Linked DNA regions of Mus musculus: all the other regions are linked to region 1. Evidence: chromatin contacts called from public promoter capture Hi-C and targeted proximity ligation data. All regions are on one chromosome and are shown on one strand. The core of a region is the stretch at or near the end of the contact, and the rest is flanking DNA. Distances in the headings are between cores, read along the strand shown. Region 1 holds the start of 2700081O15Rik (RIKEN cDNA 2700081O15 gene). Region 2 holds the start of Plcb3 (phospholipase C, beta 3). Region 3 holds the start of Vegfb (vascular endothelial growth factor B). Region 4 holds the start of Flrt1 (fibronectin leucine rich transmembrane protein 1). Region 5 overlaps Macrod1 (mono-ADP ribosylhydrolase 1).

What was found. Promoter capture Hi-C pulls out the DNA fragments that hold promoters and counts their contacts. Capture Hi-C pulls out chosen DNA fragments and counts their contacts.
Region 2: a contact with region 1 is called in a promoter capture Hi-C map of second pharyngeal arch cranial neural crest. A contact is called at or near these places in 5 of 39 promoter capture datasets (cranial neural crest, frontonasal cranial neural crest, maxillary cranial neural crest and 2 more), 1 of 484 Hi-C or Micro-C datasets (embryonic stem cells), 2 of 130 datasets of targeted methods (embryonic stem cells and pancreatic cancer cells) and 1 of 9 other capture datasets (adipose tissue).
Region 3: a promoter capture Hi-C map of embryonic stem cells shows a contact between it and region 1, with 4 times the contacts expected there. A contact is called at or near these places in 12 of 39 promoter capture datasets (the 3T3-L1 cell line, cranial neural crest, embryonic stem cells and 7 more), 3 of 484 Hi-C or Micro-C datasets (embryonic stem cells and nephron progenitors), 7 of 130 datasets of targeted methods (embryonic stem cells, memory CD8 T cells, neural tube and 2 more) and 1 of 9 other capture datasets (adipose tissue).
Region 4: a promoter capture Hi-C map of pancreatic islet shows a contact between it and region 1. A contact is called at or near these places in 8 of 39 promoter capture datasets (the C10 cell line, cranial neural crest, embryonic stem cells and 4 more), 1 of 484 Hi-C or Micro-C datasets (embryonic stem cells), 3 of 130 datasets of targeted methods (embryonic limb bud, embryonic stem cells and pro-B cells) and 2 of 9 other capture datasets (liver and pancreatic islet).
Region 5: a targeted proximity ligation map of pancreatic cancer cells shows a contact between it and region 1. A contact is called at or near these places in 2 of 39 promoter capture datasets (the SN4741 cell line and cranial neural crest), 1 of 484 Hi-C or Micro-C datasets (nephron progenitors), 2 of 130 datasets of targeted methods (forebrain and pancreatic cancer cells) and 3 of 9 other capture datasets (embryonic stem cells, liver and pancreatic islet).

What each region holds. Positions count from the first base shown.
Region 1 is chr19:7,416,330-7,419,006 of GRCm38.p6, reverse strand. 2700081O15Rik (RIKEN cDNA 2700081O15 gene) reads right to left here and starts at 1,382. Exons shown (of 5, transcript NM_175381.6): 1 at 1,090-1,382. The coding sequence starts at 1,228.
Region 2 is chr19:6,968,520-6,971,196 of GRCm38.p6, reverse strand. It overlaps Plcb3 (phospholipase C, beta 3), which reads left to right and starts at 1,383. Exons shown (of 31, transcript NM_001290349.1): 1 at 1,383-1,650. The coding sequence starts at 1,552. Gm52400 (a long non-coding RNA gene) reads right to left here and starts at 2,501. Exons shown (of 3, transcript XR_003952919.1): 1 at 2,353-2,501; 2 at 1,097-1,203.
Region 3 is chr19:6,986,296-6,988,972 of GRCm38.p6, reverse strand. Vegfb (vascular endothelial growth factor B) reads left to right here and starts at 1,322. Exons shown (of 7, transcript NM_001185164.1): 1 at 1,322-1,621; 2 at 2,157-2,199; 3 at 2,487-2,677. The coding sequence starts at 1,562. Dnajc4 (DnaJ heat shock protein family (Hsp40) member C4) reads left to right here. Exons shown (of 7, transcript NM_001357001.1): 6 at 698-784; 7 at 865-1,062. The coding sequence ends at 976.
Region 4 is chr19:7,104,362-7,107,038 of GRCm38.p6, reverse strand. Flrt1 (fibronectin leucine rich transmembrane protein 1) reads left to right here and starts at 1,310. Exons shown (of 2, transcript NM_201411.2): 1 at 1,310-1,952. All of the region lies in intron 3 of Macrod1 (mono-ADP ribosylhydrolase 1), which reads right to left.
Region 5 is chr19:7,133,582-7,136,258 of GRCm38.p6, reverse strand. All of the region lies in intron 3 of Macrod1 (mono-ADP ribosylhydrolase 1), which reads right to left. It overlaps Gm38621 (a long non-coding RNA gene), which reads right to left. Exons shown (of 2, transcript XR_877703.3): 2 at 220-578. It also overlaps a transcript of Flrt1 not described here. Among named protein-coding and RNA genes, the nearest start is that of Gm38621, 12 kb to the right of the region's middle.

The sequences.
Region 1 (2,677 bases), core at 133-2,632:
ACTTTTTTTTAAGGTAGAGGTATAGAAAAAACATTAGATTCAAGATCTGGCTTCACTGGTGCCTTGCCCAGTGACCTTTGGTAGGTCAGTCACATCCGCTCTCTGGGCCTATACGCCTTTGTCTGCAAATGCACTGACTGAATAGCTAGCATCCTACTAAGCATCTTTCCAGTGCAGGACCACTGTTAAATCTAAGGCAGACTGGCCCTTTAAGAGCAGAAAGAAGAAAAAAATAAAAGAAAGAAAGAAAGAAAAAGGAGGAGCTGAGATTTTTTTCAAAAAAATAAAAAGGGGGGGTGGGGGGCGGGGGCTTATAGGGAGAGGAGCTCAAAGAGTAGAGAGCACTCTCCCTAGTACGGATGGAACCTCCGCTGATCTAAAGGCAATGAACCTTACAGAAGGGAGACAAAAAAAAGCAGTTGGTTTTAAGGGCCAACTAGGGCCGGCAGGTCTTGGTACAGCTGACAAACTGGGGCCAAAATCGATTCTGAAACGCGACAACGCACGGGTGGGGCATCCACCTTCGTGTGCGAACCCATCCCTCACTAAGACCTTCCCGACGTGGGGTATGACAGACGGGGGCCCCCAGGACGCAGGCTGCGCTTTGTTTCTCGTAGCGTAACCGTGAAGGGAAGAGTTCACGTCTCCAGCAAGGCCACGCAGAAAGGGATGGCATAACCGAGAACAGCGGAATCCCGAGCTATGCTACTCTGGGGAAAGCCTCAGAAAGGGACAGAGGGACTGGGAAGCCTTTAAAAGACAGACCACCTGGGAGTGTGAAAGAGAAAGGGCGGGAGCCGCAAGTTCCAGCACCTCGACTCCCACGTCGCTGCCCCCCCCCCCAAAAAACGAGCAACGCGGGGCCCTTTAAGGAGCAGGGATCCGCCCCAGCCCGGCGGGCAGACCCCGCCACGGGCAGGGAGCGCCCCGCGGGCCTTGTAGCTGCTCTCTGCGCCCACCAGGTGGCGCCCCGAGCCGCCCTGCGCTCGTCCCCCGCTTTGTTCGGCGGCCGAGAGGGGCCCGGAGCCGCAGCCCTCCCCTCCCCCACGCCGGGGCCCCCCACCCCCGGTCGTCGGCCCCAGATCTTACCGCCGTCGTCCTCCTCGGGCTCCGTGCCGCCGCTCGCTGCGGTGGGCGGCAGCCGTCGGCCCCGTGCCGAGGTCACTGCGGGCCCGGGGCCGCCCCTGCCGCCGCCGCTCCGGCTCCGGTGGTCCCCGCCGGGCTCCATGCGCTGCGCTGCGGAGCGGGGGCCCCGGGGCGGCGGGGCGCGGGGCCGCGGAGCCAGCGGCGGCGCACGCGGGGCGCTCGGTGCGCGGGGCCCCCGGGCGCGGGGCGCATTCACGGGCGGCCGGCCGCACGGACGGCTGACTGCTCGCTCGGCAGCGCGGGCTGGACCGGGGTGGGGATTCCTGTCTGGGGCCCCTGGGGCTCCTTTAAGGGCTCCTGGGTAAATTTAAAGGGGCCGCGCGCAATTTCCTCCTGCCAGCTCGCGGGGGGCTGGTGCGGGGAAAGCGGGAGGTGGCAAGTCCGCAACGGGCGCTTGTTACGGACGCGGGGAGCACGGTCCTCAGCGCCCTCGTGGGTCCGCCCTGCCGCGTCCGCAGCTGCAGCTCCGGCTGGTAAAGAGTCGCCGAGGTGACCAGGGGCGCCCGTGTCCAGTCCGCTGCGACGCGCTTCAGCCACCGCCCCCTCGGGGCATCTCCGAGCGCGGCTCTCCGCAGCCCGCTAGCAGGGGACCGCCCGGTGCGGCGGCACCGTTCCCCTCTCCGGGGTGCCTCGTCCTCCCGCAGGAGCTGGGCGCGGGCCCCAAGCAGACGCGCCTGGCAGGGGCCCCAGATGGCCGCGGCCCCGCGGAGAGGGTGGAGCCGTGGGGGCTGCCGCGCCCCCTCCCGCGGGAGCCTGGGGCTAGCGCTGGCAGCTCTGGCTTCTACCGGGGAGGGGCGGCGGGGCGAGGTTTCCCTGGAGCCGGCCAGAGTGAGGGCGGCGGCCGCGAAAGCGCAAGCCGGGAAGAGGGGCGCGCAGAGGAGTGTAAGAGAGCTAGCACGCTGCGCCTGGCCAGCCGGCGTTCCGAAACAGAGGTGGCCCTGGGCTGGAAGCCGGAAAGAGAGGGAGACTGCGGCGGTGATTCAGGCTCCTGCCCCCGCAGGCCTATAGGTACCGGGTGAGGCACTCCGCTCAGCCCCGGGCTCCTGCACAGGACGAAGGTGCAAAGAAGGGACTGGGATCCTGGTGATGGGCAGCTGGAGATTCGCATCCCTAGGCTGGAAAACCCTGGGGCGAATTCTGGCTTCGGCCGAGGGACACCTTCAGGTCTCAGGCTCCCGGTAAGCCTGGAGAAGGAACCTCGAAAGGTTGTAGGGTCGAGGCAACCTGGGGTCCTGCCAGGGCCAGCTGGAGAAACAGGTCCTCCCTTAGCCTTTGGTTAGTCGTCCACAACAAAGCAGAGGCCTGGAGATCCAAATTACAGGATGCCAGAGACCATGAGGGTCTAGAAGTGGGTTTTATTCCCTCCCTGTCGGGGAGGCACACCACAGTCAAAGAAGGCACCATTCATGGAGTCATTCTCACACTTAACACCTACTATGTGCTACAAGAGCTGACACTCTGGACATGCAGCAGTGAACAAGATTGCTACTAATGCGGGTAACTTAGACATCCTCAGTTTATAAAAAGGAAA
Region 2 (2,677 bases), core at 134-2,633, 450 kb after region 1:
TGATCTCTGGAGGAGGTGGGTGGTAGTTGGAGCTCTGAAGGGGTATTTTCTTATAGTCCTTGTGGAGGAGGAGAAGGAGGAGGAGGAGGAGAAGGAAGAAGAAGAGGAGGGAGATGACAGGCCTGCACCCCCCCCCCTTTTCTCCTACAGACCAGGGAGCAGAGGCAGGAAGCAGAAAGAGGGGTTAAATCCTCTCAGGAAGCTGTGTGACCTTGGGCAAGTCCCTTCCCCTCTCTGGGCCTCAAGTGGAGATAACAATCACACCACTGCACAAGGCCACAGCCAAAGACAACTAGATTCATTAAGTTTGCCGCCATGATGGCGATTTGGAGGACAGCCAGTGCCAGGCAGGGCTCCTCTGGAGGCCTGAGCGCCTGGGGCAAAGGCGCCGGTAGGGAAGCTCCTCCTTAGCCGACCCTCCTCCCCCAGAGCTAGCTCCAACTCTTTCTGGGTTTCTAGGTGACTTGGCTGGCCCCTCTGGATGAGTTCTACTTTAAACCTGCTGCTGCTGCCTCCTCTGTATTGGGGGGGCTCCCACAGGGGCCCCCAGGCAGGAGCCCCCCCAGCCAAGCCCTGCGGGGGGGGCTACAGCCCCCACCCCGGCCGGTGCCCATGGGTCTGCCCCTTCGGTTCCTCAGATCACTGGAACACAGATTTCAGGGCACCTGCTGTGGGCCAGGAGCTGCACAACCCCTCCTTTGGGGACACCCACGAGGCTTCTGCCACCTCTGGGCAAACAACCATCTTTCACTATGTTCAACTAAGAGGTTCACTGAGACTGGCTCCCGTCACAGGGTCAGCAGCACAAGAACTGCGGCAAGGTTTTCTCTGGAAAACCAGGATGCCTGGGTCCTCAAAGGAGGTGGCAGCTCCAGGCCTCCAGAGCTAGGGACGGGGGAGGGGCGCCTGCCGGCGGGAGGCCCATTAGCCAGCTAAGTGCTCCCTGGGAGGGGGGACTGTGCTGCAGCAGGAGGGGGAGAGGCAAAGTGAGGGCACGCGGGTGGAGTGGGATGGAGAGAGATGGGGTGACGACGTTTCCTGAGCTCATTAAGTGCGGTAGGAGTCGGGTTGAGGACAAGGGTCTGTGTCCCCTAACCTTATTATCTTCGCCTTTTCCACCTGAGTCCTCAACCGGCTGACCTTGGCATGTCTTGAGCGGCTCCAACACCCGTCTTTCCAGGTGCACCCTCAATAGCACTTTATCTAAGACAAAAAAAAGAGAGTCCTACTGAGTCAGCCGGCCAACAAAGACCCCCCCCATTCCATCCATCATCCCTTTGGCTGCAGTCGCCGCCCCAACCGCGAGGGGGCGCCGCCGTGGGTCGGGCGGCACCATAGCGGTGGGAGGGGGCGGCACCGCCCGACGGGGCGGGGCTCTGCGGGGGCGGGGCCGGGCGCCGAGTCTCCGGTCCGTCCGGGACAGACTGGCTGGCGGGCGGGCGCTGACGCCGCGGGGCCAGAGCGGGCCGCGCGGGAGCGTGTGGAGAGAGCAGTGGCACCGTCGGTTCCCGTCGGGGCTCCGTAGGTCCCCGAGCCGCCCCTGGCTTAGCCATGGCGGGCGCGAGGCCCGGCGTCCACGCGCTGCAGCTGGAGCCGCCCACCGTGGTGGAGACCCTGCGGCGCGGGAGTAAGTTCATCAAATGGGACGAGGTAAGTGAGTGGGCTGTCCTCTGCTCTGCCTAGATCGAAGGATTCCTTCAGTCACATTCGACTAGATGAATGCCAGGGACCCCCACTTCAGTGTTGCCTGACCACCTCACCCCCTATTCCAGCCTTGTTGCACTCCGGAAACTTGAGTCCCCTGTTGTCCTGGTAATTGAAGACTTTGTCGTTGTCCCCGCTCTTCTCCCCCGCAAGACAGTAGCTGTGGTCAATTGGGCTCTTCTTGGCATGGAGACTTTGAACCCCTGTAAATCCTGTCCTTCTTCTCACTCTTTTCCACCCTTGCCAACGATGAATATCAAAGTCTCCATGCTGGTTCTTAGTTTTTGGTCTGGTCCCCAGACCCCTGTTCCTGGCACAGGACCCCCATGGGGGCATAGGACATCCTTGCCTTGGGTGGGGTGCCACTGGGATCCTACTCTTCTCAGTGCCTCGCTTGCCTGAGCCATTATAGTCATCCCTTTCCAGCCTGCCCTGGTTGATACCCTTTCGTCCTGCTTCTGGATTCCAGCGAGCTTTCTGTTCAGATGGGAGCACCGAGCCACCCCTTACCGGAGACTTTGTTCCTTTCCAGGTTCCTCCAACTCTGGGAACTTTGCTCCCCACTCCTTAACTTAGTGACTTTGAACCTCAATAAATCCTGGTCCCCACTTTTTATTGCTTTCTCTCAGGTACTTCCCTGATACTCACCTGCGGCTTCTTATCTAGATATCACGTCTCACCCACGTTTCTGTACTGTTCCCTCTCCTACCCCCTGGGCTCCTTGCTCCCTAGGGCCTCAACTCAGGCGGCCTGAGTTTCCTTACTGTTCCTTCCCAGTCGGGCCATAGGCCTGGAAGACGCTGGGTTTCTTTCCGGCAGGGTGGGGCAGGAGTGAGAACTAAGGGGAGGGGCTGGGGGCGTGGCCTTAGCTGCAGGTGTGCTGGGCAAGGGTGGGTACCCCCGGGGCCCCAGGATACCCCTTCCCCCAGGCCAGACTAAAGGGAAAAGTTTCTCCTTTTCCTTGCAGTGTGAT
Region 3 (2,677 bases), core at 73-2,572, 430 kb after region 1:
CCAAGCAATTTTTTTTTTTTTTTTTTTTGCAAATTTTTTAAGTTCAGGGTCATCTTTGGTTACATATGGAGTTTGAGGCTAGCCTAGGCTACATTAAACTGTGTCTCAATATAGAAAGAAAGAGGGCCAGGCAGTGGTGGTGCACGCCTTTAATCCCAGCACTTGGGGGGCAAAGGCAGGTGGATTTCTGAGTTCGAGGCCAGCCTGGTCTACAAAGTGAGTTCCAGGACAGCCAAGGCTATACAGAGAAAACCTGTCTCAAAAAACCATAAAAAAAAATAAAAGAAAAGAAAGAAAGAGCGAGGAAGGACAAGTGCCGTATAACAGTGACAGTCCATGGTAGCTGCCAGGACCTCACCATACACTCGAATGCATGCTGTCATACCAGTTTTCTGTGGCATAGAAACCCAAAGGATGGAGCCCATTGTCCGTAGTATCTAGCAATGGAGATTACCTAAATATGCCCCCTTTCTAGTCTTCTGGGAGAGGCAACCTGATTTCAGAGCTGTTTCACCAACCTTCTTCACAGGACAGCCAGTGACTTAGGGTGCCACCTAGTTCTGGGACTTGGGCCACTTGGTGTCTGTTATAGAGAGAGATGTAAAGTTGTGTGAGAGATGCTAGAACCTGGTCAAGGACCAGGGTTTGAGGGACACCAGAGTTCGGAGACTCGGAGTTAACTGCAATTCCTTCACAGGAAGCTGGAGCAGGTGCATCGCAGCTTCATGGATGAAAAGGACCGGATCATTACAGCCATCTACAATGACACTCGGGCCAGGGCCAGGTCTGTCACTGCTCTGACTTTGCTTCCTGCTTCAGCACCACCCTCCAGGATGTCTGTCCTGATCCTGTTTTTCTTTCCAGGGCCAACAGAGCCAGGATTCAGCAGGAGCGCCAGCAGAGGCAGCAGCCTCGGGCAGAACCCTCCCTGCCTCCAGAAAGCTCCAGGATCATGCCCCAGGACACAAGCCCCTGAGAGGCTTAACTAAATGGGACCTTCATTGGTCCTCTCCCTGCTGCCTGTCCAGAACTACACGTGCAATAAACTCATTTTCAGACGCCTGTCCGATTCGGTCCTTCAGGTCACGCATCTCCTCACCCCTCCCCTCGTGAGGCAGCGACCCCCGGAGCTCGGCCTCCAGGGCGGTGTGTCCCCTTTCCCCTGCAGCGGCGGGAGGGGGCGTTTGGAGGGGACCGGCTCCGCCCCCGCCCCGCCTCCGCCCGCGGCCCGGTGGGGAGCGCGTGTTTAGGTCACATGAGCCTCTTGCCCGCCAGCCCCGGCCAGGCCCCCTGCCACCCCCCGCCGTCCCCGTTGCCCGCCGTCCCGGCCACCACCGCCGCCACTACAGGCCGCCTGCCTGTCTTGTTCCTCAGGCCGTCGCTGCGGCGCTGCGTTGCGCTGCCTGCGCCCAGGGCTCGGGAGGGGGCCGCGGAGGAGCCGCCCCCTGCGCCCCGCCCCGGGTCCCCGGGCCCGCGCCATGGGGCTCTGGCTGCCGCCGCCCCCCACGCCGCCGGGCTAGGGCCATGCGGGCGCTCCCGGCGCTCGCCCCCCGCGGGCACCATGAGCCCCCTGCTCCGTCGCCTGCTGCTTGTTGCACTGCTGCAGCTGGCTCGCACCCAGGTACGTGCGTCCGCGACATCCCGCTCGCTAGCTCGCCCGCCCGCCCGCGGTGCCCTCTCAAGGTTGGCGGAAGTGGGGAGGCGCCTGCTACCTCTGTCGAGGGGATCCTCAGTTCAAACCGGGAATATCCCTTAAGAGGTGCCCCTTGGCGAAGGCCCGCTAGTCCTAGCCCATGCCCCTGGGGCCACTCCCCCACCTCACCCCATCCCCTGGGCGGTTGTAGGGCGGAGCTGCCTCCGTGCCCTCCGAACCTCGTTTGTCTCCCACTATCCTGGCTCCTGACCTAAAACAAGCCCAGCGCTAAGGCTTGGGCTTTAGTACCATTCCCAGAGTATGCCTGGTGGGTCTTGGGCCAGGGAAAGTACCAGATGTCTGAGTATACAAGAAAAATTAGAACCAAGGTCTTGGGAACAGAATAAATCTGGAAAGGTGTCAGAAAGGCGCAGAAGCCTGACTCAAGGACGGAGCCCTTACATAGCCACAGGGCCAGCCCTTTTAGAGTGCATCTTGGGCCCAGGTATCTTCTTTCCCACAGGCCCCTGTGTCCCAGTTTGATGGCCCCAGCCACCAGAAGAAAGGTAATAATAGTTAACAATAACTTGCCACCAGCCAGTACTAAGAGGGGTTAGCACTTGCTCTGATTTCATATCCCTTATCTTGCGTGATCCCAACTCCTTTGGGCGATACCATTCCATAGAGGAAGAAACTGAGGCAGAGGGCTTAATCATTTCTTGAGAAACAAGGCAGAGAAAGACAGGTTTAAAAGATGGTTGGGGTGGTGGTGATAGGGTATCAGAGAGGCTACATGCTCAGAGGAGCTTCAGGAGACCTGATAAGAACTTAATCCATCTGGGTCTGCCCACAGTGGTGCCATGGATAGACGTTTATGCACGTGCCACATGCCAGCCCAGGGAGGTGGTGGTGCCTCTGAGCATGGAACTCATGGGCAATGTGGTCAAACAACTAGTGCCCAGCTGTGTGACTGTGCAGCGCTGTGGTGGCTGCTGCCCTGACGATGGCCTGGAATGTGTGCCCACTGGGCAACACCAAGTCCGA
Region 4 (2,677 bases), core at 61-2,560, 310 kb after region 1:
TGCCCTCAGATCCACCATCAAAGCTCCTGTCTAAACAAGGGTGCCTCCAGAGAAATGCAGATACCACAGTTGGGCCTTTTTGGCTGGCTGCTAACCAGGAAGGGATAACATTGTTTTGTTCTGTATTGGTAGGGGCAGCCTGCAGCACCCAGGTCTCTACAGAAGAAAGGGCAGCAGGGTGTAGAAAGCCTGGTCCCACAGGAGACAGACAGCTGAGGGACAGAGGTTAGGGACAGTGGAAACCCTACCTCACTGGCCTTTGGTGAGCCAGAAAAGCTGAGCTTGTTCTGGAAGCCAAGTCCAGGATGGCCCAGTTGGAGCCTTCAAATGATATTTAGTCAGAGAAGCACGTGCTGGGGAAATGGAGGCTGCTCTGGGTTGGGTGGTGGCTCTGCATGGCCAGGTACTCCCCAAACATTGTTCATTGTTGGTTGTTGATGATAGTGACGATATTATTATTATTACACTTATCTGTTTATTTTGTGTGTGTGGTCAGAGGACATCTTGTGAGAGTCAGTTCTCTTCTTCTACCATGTGGGCTCCTGGGGACTGAACTCAGATCTCCAGGTTTGGTGCTAGGTGTATTTACCCACTCTCTAAGCCATCTTGCCAAGTCCCTAAACTTCATTTTTTTGTCTGCCCAATCCTTTCAGGCAGTTACACGGAAGGGTAACAAGCGGTGGGGACAGTAATCTCAGACCCTTGCCTGGCTTGGAGGGAAGTGGTACTTGTCCAAGATGCAGATCCTGGGATGTGGCTTGGCAGCAAAGCGCCTGCCAAGCCCTGGCTTTGATCTCCAGTACTGCAAACCAAAACCAGACCTGAGGATCTGTGTGAATGTTTAGCTAGCCTGATCTACATTCCAGGCTAGCCAGGGATACATAGTGAGATCCTGTCTCAAAAAGCAAAAACAAAAACAAAAAAAACCCAGAGACTGAGAAAGGATGAGAGCAATGGGGCTGTGGCCATGGATGCCTGTGGTACTTGTCCCTATGGCTCTGTTTTCTTGGGGTTGATCACTTGTGTTCTTTGGCAGGTGAAGAACCAGGCAGTAGGCGAGAAAGGCCCCACTCAGGACAGCTGAGCCCCAGGGCTGAAGCAGGAGTAACCGACCCTTCTGCCTCACCCACTTCAGAAGCTTCTCCACAAACAGGAGCAGCCAAGCAGACCAGCCCCTGCCCCCTAAAGTGGCTTCCCAAAGCGGAGCACACAGGCCTGACAGCTCAGCAGTGCGAGGCGAGGTGAGGAGAGGCGAGGCGGCTGCAGCCTGCGGTGAACATCTGAACTCCTCAGAGGGGTAACAGACCCCCCCACACACAGATGCAGCCTGAGTGGCAGGAATACTGAGTCTTTGGAGAGTGGCTCCCTCTCAGCTCTGTCACGCAAGAGCGCTCTCTGCACTGAGCCATTCTGCCAAGTGACTTAAAGGGATTTAAAAAAAACAAAAACAAAAAAAAAACCCCAAAAACAAAAAAAACCTTGGTAAAGAAAAGAAGGCAACAGTCCTAGCAGGGACATTTTGGGAGAGGTGCAGCCTGTGGACAAAAGACTAAAGTTACAAAGAGCTGTGGTGGACGTGGTGGCCAAGGAGAGGCCACATCCCCCGGGGACTGGCTCTGGGCTGTAGGGCATGCCCGGCTCAGGAGTCCCCGGGGGTGCCCCGTGCACCCCGAGCACACAACCTTCACTTCGGAGAGCCAAGCCATCGGTGCCTGTGGCCTAGGGTGCCGAAGATGCAGCGGGGGACCTGCAGGCATATCTGAGGCCTGGCCACAAGGAAGACTATAAGACTTCTGTAGTCTCTGTGTGCCTCTGTGCTCCCTCTGCCCCAGGGTTGTAGTCTGTGGTTTTGAGCCTGCTGGTGACATGGGGCCAAGGATGTGAGTGTGGCCTGGAACATTGAAGCAGTGACCAGTGGGACCCAGTGGCTCCAGGGAGCAGCAGCAGAGGAGGTAAGAGTTTGGGGTAAAGGAGAGAGGGCCACCAGGGGTGGTGCTGTAAAGAAAGGTGACAAGTCTTCCTTCCACGTGGAGGGGACATGGCATATGAGAGGGACAACTGAGTCTTGCCCTCTGAAGGCCCCCAAACAGGAGCCTTCTGCTTGCTGGGGTAGGGACCACTCCAGGGCTCTGTCAGGTGTAAGGGAGACCGCTTGGGAATGAGCCACAGCAGGGAGGGTTATCTCCTTCTGGGCCTTTCCTTTCCCTACCAGGGCTGCTGGCCACCTGCTCTGTACAGAGGGGACGACAGTGAGCCTTGTGATGGTTAGGCAAGAGCTTAGGGGATAGAGGACACCAGCCTTGATGCCTGTTACCCTCAAACTAGCAAGATCCCTTCCACCTGGACCTGCCCTGCTGTGGCCAGAGAAATCCAGGGTGGGCCCAGTCAGGGGTCACACTGGCATCATCTGCACTGGTCCCCTGTATGGACCTTCTGTTGGCTGGAGGGGACAGACAGGTCTAGAGTGGTGGGGTGAGTTTTCCAAGGCTACACAGCAAGTGGCTGGCCAGGCCAGCTCCTCTTAGACTCCCAAGGGTGAAGAGGGGAGGGCCAATACCTCTGCAAACAGTAATCCTGGCAACTTCAGAACCCCTCAGCGCCCTGGGCAGGGCAGGGAAGCCCCAATTCATTACCAAGATGGAAAATGACACTTCCCCATGCTCTGCCCCAGGAGAGG
Region 5 (2,677 bases), core at 134-2,633, 280 kb after region 1:
GCTTCCTCCCGCCTGGCAGGCAGGCTGGGGACTGGGAGGCCCTGTGAGAACCCCAGAGCAGGTCAGGTGGGGCCCCGCCTTGCCTGCTGGGCCAAGAGGAGGAGGAGAAGCCGGAGGGAGGAGTGTGCTGGGCACAGGAGGCATCCCAGCTGATCCCAGCAGATTTAACAGGACTTTGAAAAATAAAAAAGGTAAAACAGTCAAACCACTGCCCGCTCCTCCTGCTGCAATAAAAATGGATTTATTTGTTCGTGGAATGAAATTTAATAACTTTGGGGGGAGATGAGGCGTGAACAATAACAGTTTTTTTCCCCTCTTTCTCATTTTGGAGGGAGAAGGGAGGAAGAAGAGGGGATGAGGACCCCCGTTGAGATAGTTGGGGGAAGGGGGTGTGTGGGACTGAGCCCTCTAGAGATTGGCTAAGTAGACAAGGAGGGGCTGGCTCTGCTCCACGCTCCAGAGACTTCCACGGTTCAGGTTCACGGAGGGGCCGCGTGCTTCTCTTGTTTCCCTGTGCACCCGGCTGTGCGCCAGGCCTCTGCCCCCGCTGGGCCCTCCTCCTGCTGTGCCTTCCTCCCCTGTCAAAATTCCACTCATCCCTCAGAACTGTTTGTAGAAAGGCCTCCACCAAAGCTCCCATGCCCCTCCCCAACCCACTCCCAGTCCCTGGCAGCAGCCCCTCCCAGCTACAGCATGCCCCTAGACCTCTCTGAGAACCCACATCCCTTTCTACCCTCTGCAAAATTGTGTGTGGTGCTTGGCTCCCAGATTTCAGCCTGTGGCCCTCACCTCTGGGCCCTGGCCCAGAGCAGTAATGTTTGTTGAATGAATAAGTGTAAGTCAGAGACTTGGTGTCTGTCAATTATCCTCTAACCCAGGGGCTGTCTGAGCAGAAGCCAAGAAGCCAAGCTCCCTACATGGCCACTGCTCTTAACTGAGCCGGTACCAGACCTGGAGGACTGCTGGAGGAAGGGTAGGGGGCCTCAGTGCTCCACCCCAGAAACCCACTGCTTTCTATGAGGTGTTTCATCTCTTCAGGCTATGCTTTCCACAAAGCAGGTCCCAGAGTCACCGAGCCTGGTAGTTATGGGGGTTCTCTGTCAAGCAGGAGGTCCCAGAGTCTGGTGAAGCCAGCGATTGCAATGCCTCATCCTCTCTTGGACTACGGAACACAAGAATCGGACCACGAAGGAAGGGGCTGTGAACTGAGTCACCCGGGCCAGGCTGTGGGCAGGGACTGGCCGTGCCAAGAGGTTGGAAGCCTCTCTAGGTTGGTCTTATGGTGATTCCAGGTCTGGCTCCCACAGCCTGGAGAGGCCTCAGCTGTGCAGGGGGGACAGGCAGCCTGGGAGCTGCTGGGCAGGTCGATAGCAAAACAAACGCACTATTGACCGCAGCCGCTCACTAAATCCTCCCGGCAGACAAGCTGATGTGAGCCCAAATAGAATGGACTCAGAACTCAAGTCGCCCCTCCCTGCCCCACCCCCAGCTCCAGGGGAGGGGCGAGGCGAGCTGCAGCTGGGCCGAAAGCGGGGCTGGGACCAACTCTGTTCCAGTCTCAGTGCACAGGCTTGGAGTCAGGCGGCCCTGAGCGGGGCCAGGAGAGGCCATGGATGCCCGAAGGCAGGAATCCCAGCAGCTAAAATTAGGTCCAGCTGATCTGTTTTTTTTTTTTTTTTTTTTTAATAATTACATAACATTTGCTAAATAGCAAAGAATACATATGCTGTCTCTCGGTTATGAAGCATAATAATGAACCAAATGCCTATGACCCCTGTATGCAAATGAAGCCCAGTGTAGGTCATTGGTCTCCAGTGCTCTGGGGCAGAGATAATGAGGCACCCTGCACCTGGTGCCCTGGATTCTCTGTCAGCCTCAGCCTAGATCTGCAAAGATTAGCTAGGAATACTCTCAGAATTGGGGAGTGCGCACCTTGGCTTGGGCTGTGGCTTCTCATGTATGACCCAGAGGTTCCCTAACCTGGGGACCTGGGGACCCGTGAACCCTGACACTTCCTTGCATGCTTGCGTATCTGGTGATGGTGTCATTTTCTAGGGAAAGGGTTGTGTTCCCACAGTGAGCTTTTCCAAGATAGACAAGTCAGTTCTGTGGCCCAGGAAAGGCCAAGACTCAACCACAAGGATCAGAAGCAGATCCAGGTTTCTGAGGGCCATTGGGCATCCGGCACAGGCCCCGCCCCCCAATTGCCTGCTTCTGTCTCGGTTTCCCCCACATTCCCACGTTCAATCATCCATTGATTCAGAAACACCTCTTAGGATCCTGCTGTGTGCTGTGTGAACTGGGTGTGTGGGTGTGTGATCCGGAGGCTGTGACCCACACTTCCAACTGTGGCCTCCTGCTCTTAGGCCCATCCTATTCTCTAAGGCAGCCCAGGGTGGACTTGAGGTCCCAGATCTGCCTTTGAGCTCCCACTCAACCTGCCTGGCTTCTCTTCTGGATAAAATAAAGTCTTATCTTTGGCATCCTTAAGATGGGCAGGATGAAACTGGAGGGTTTTGGAAGGATTCACCGAGGTCGTTTGTGGCACTTATTAATTAACGTATTAATTCACAATTAGTGCCAGACGCCTGCTGAGTTGGGGCTGCCCGTTCTGGCCCAGGTACAGGTATGAGAGGCAAGGGCCAGAGACAGGCGTTGGAGCCGCACAGCTGTGCGG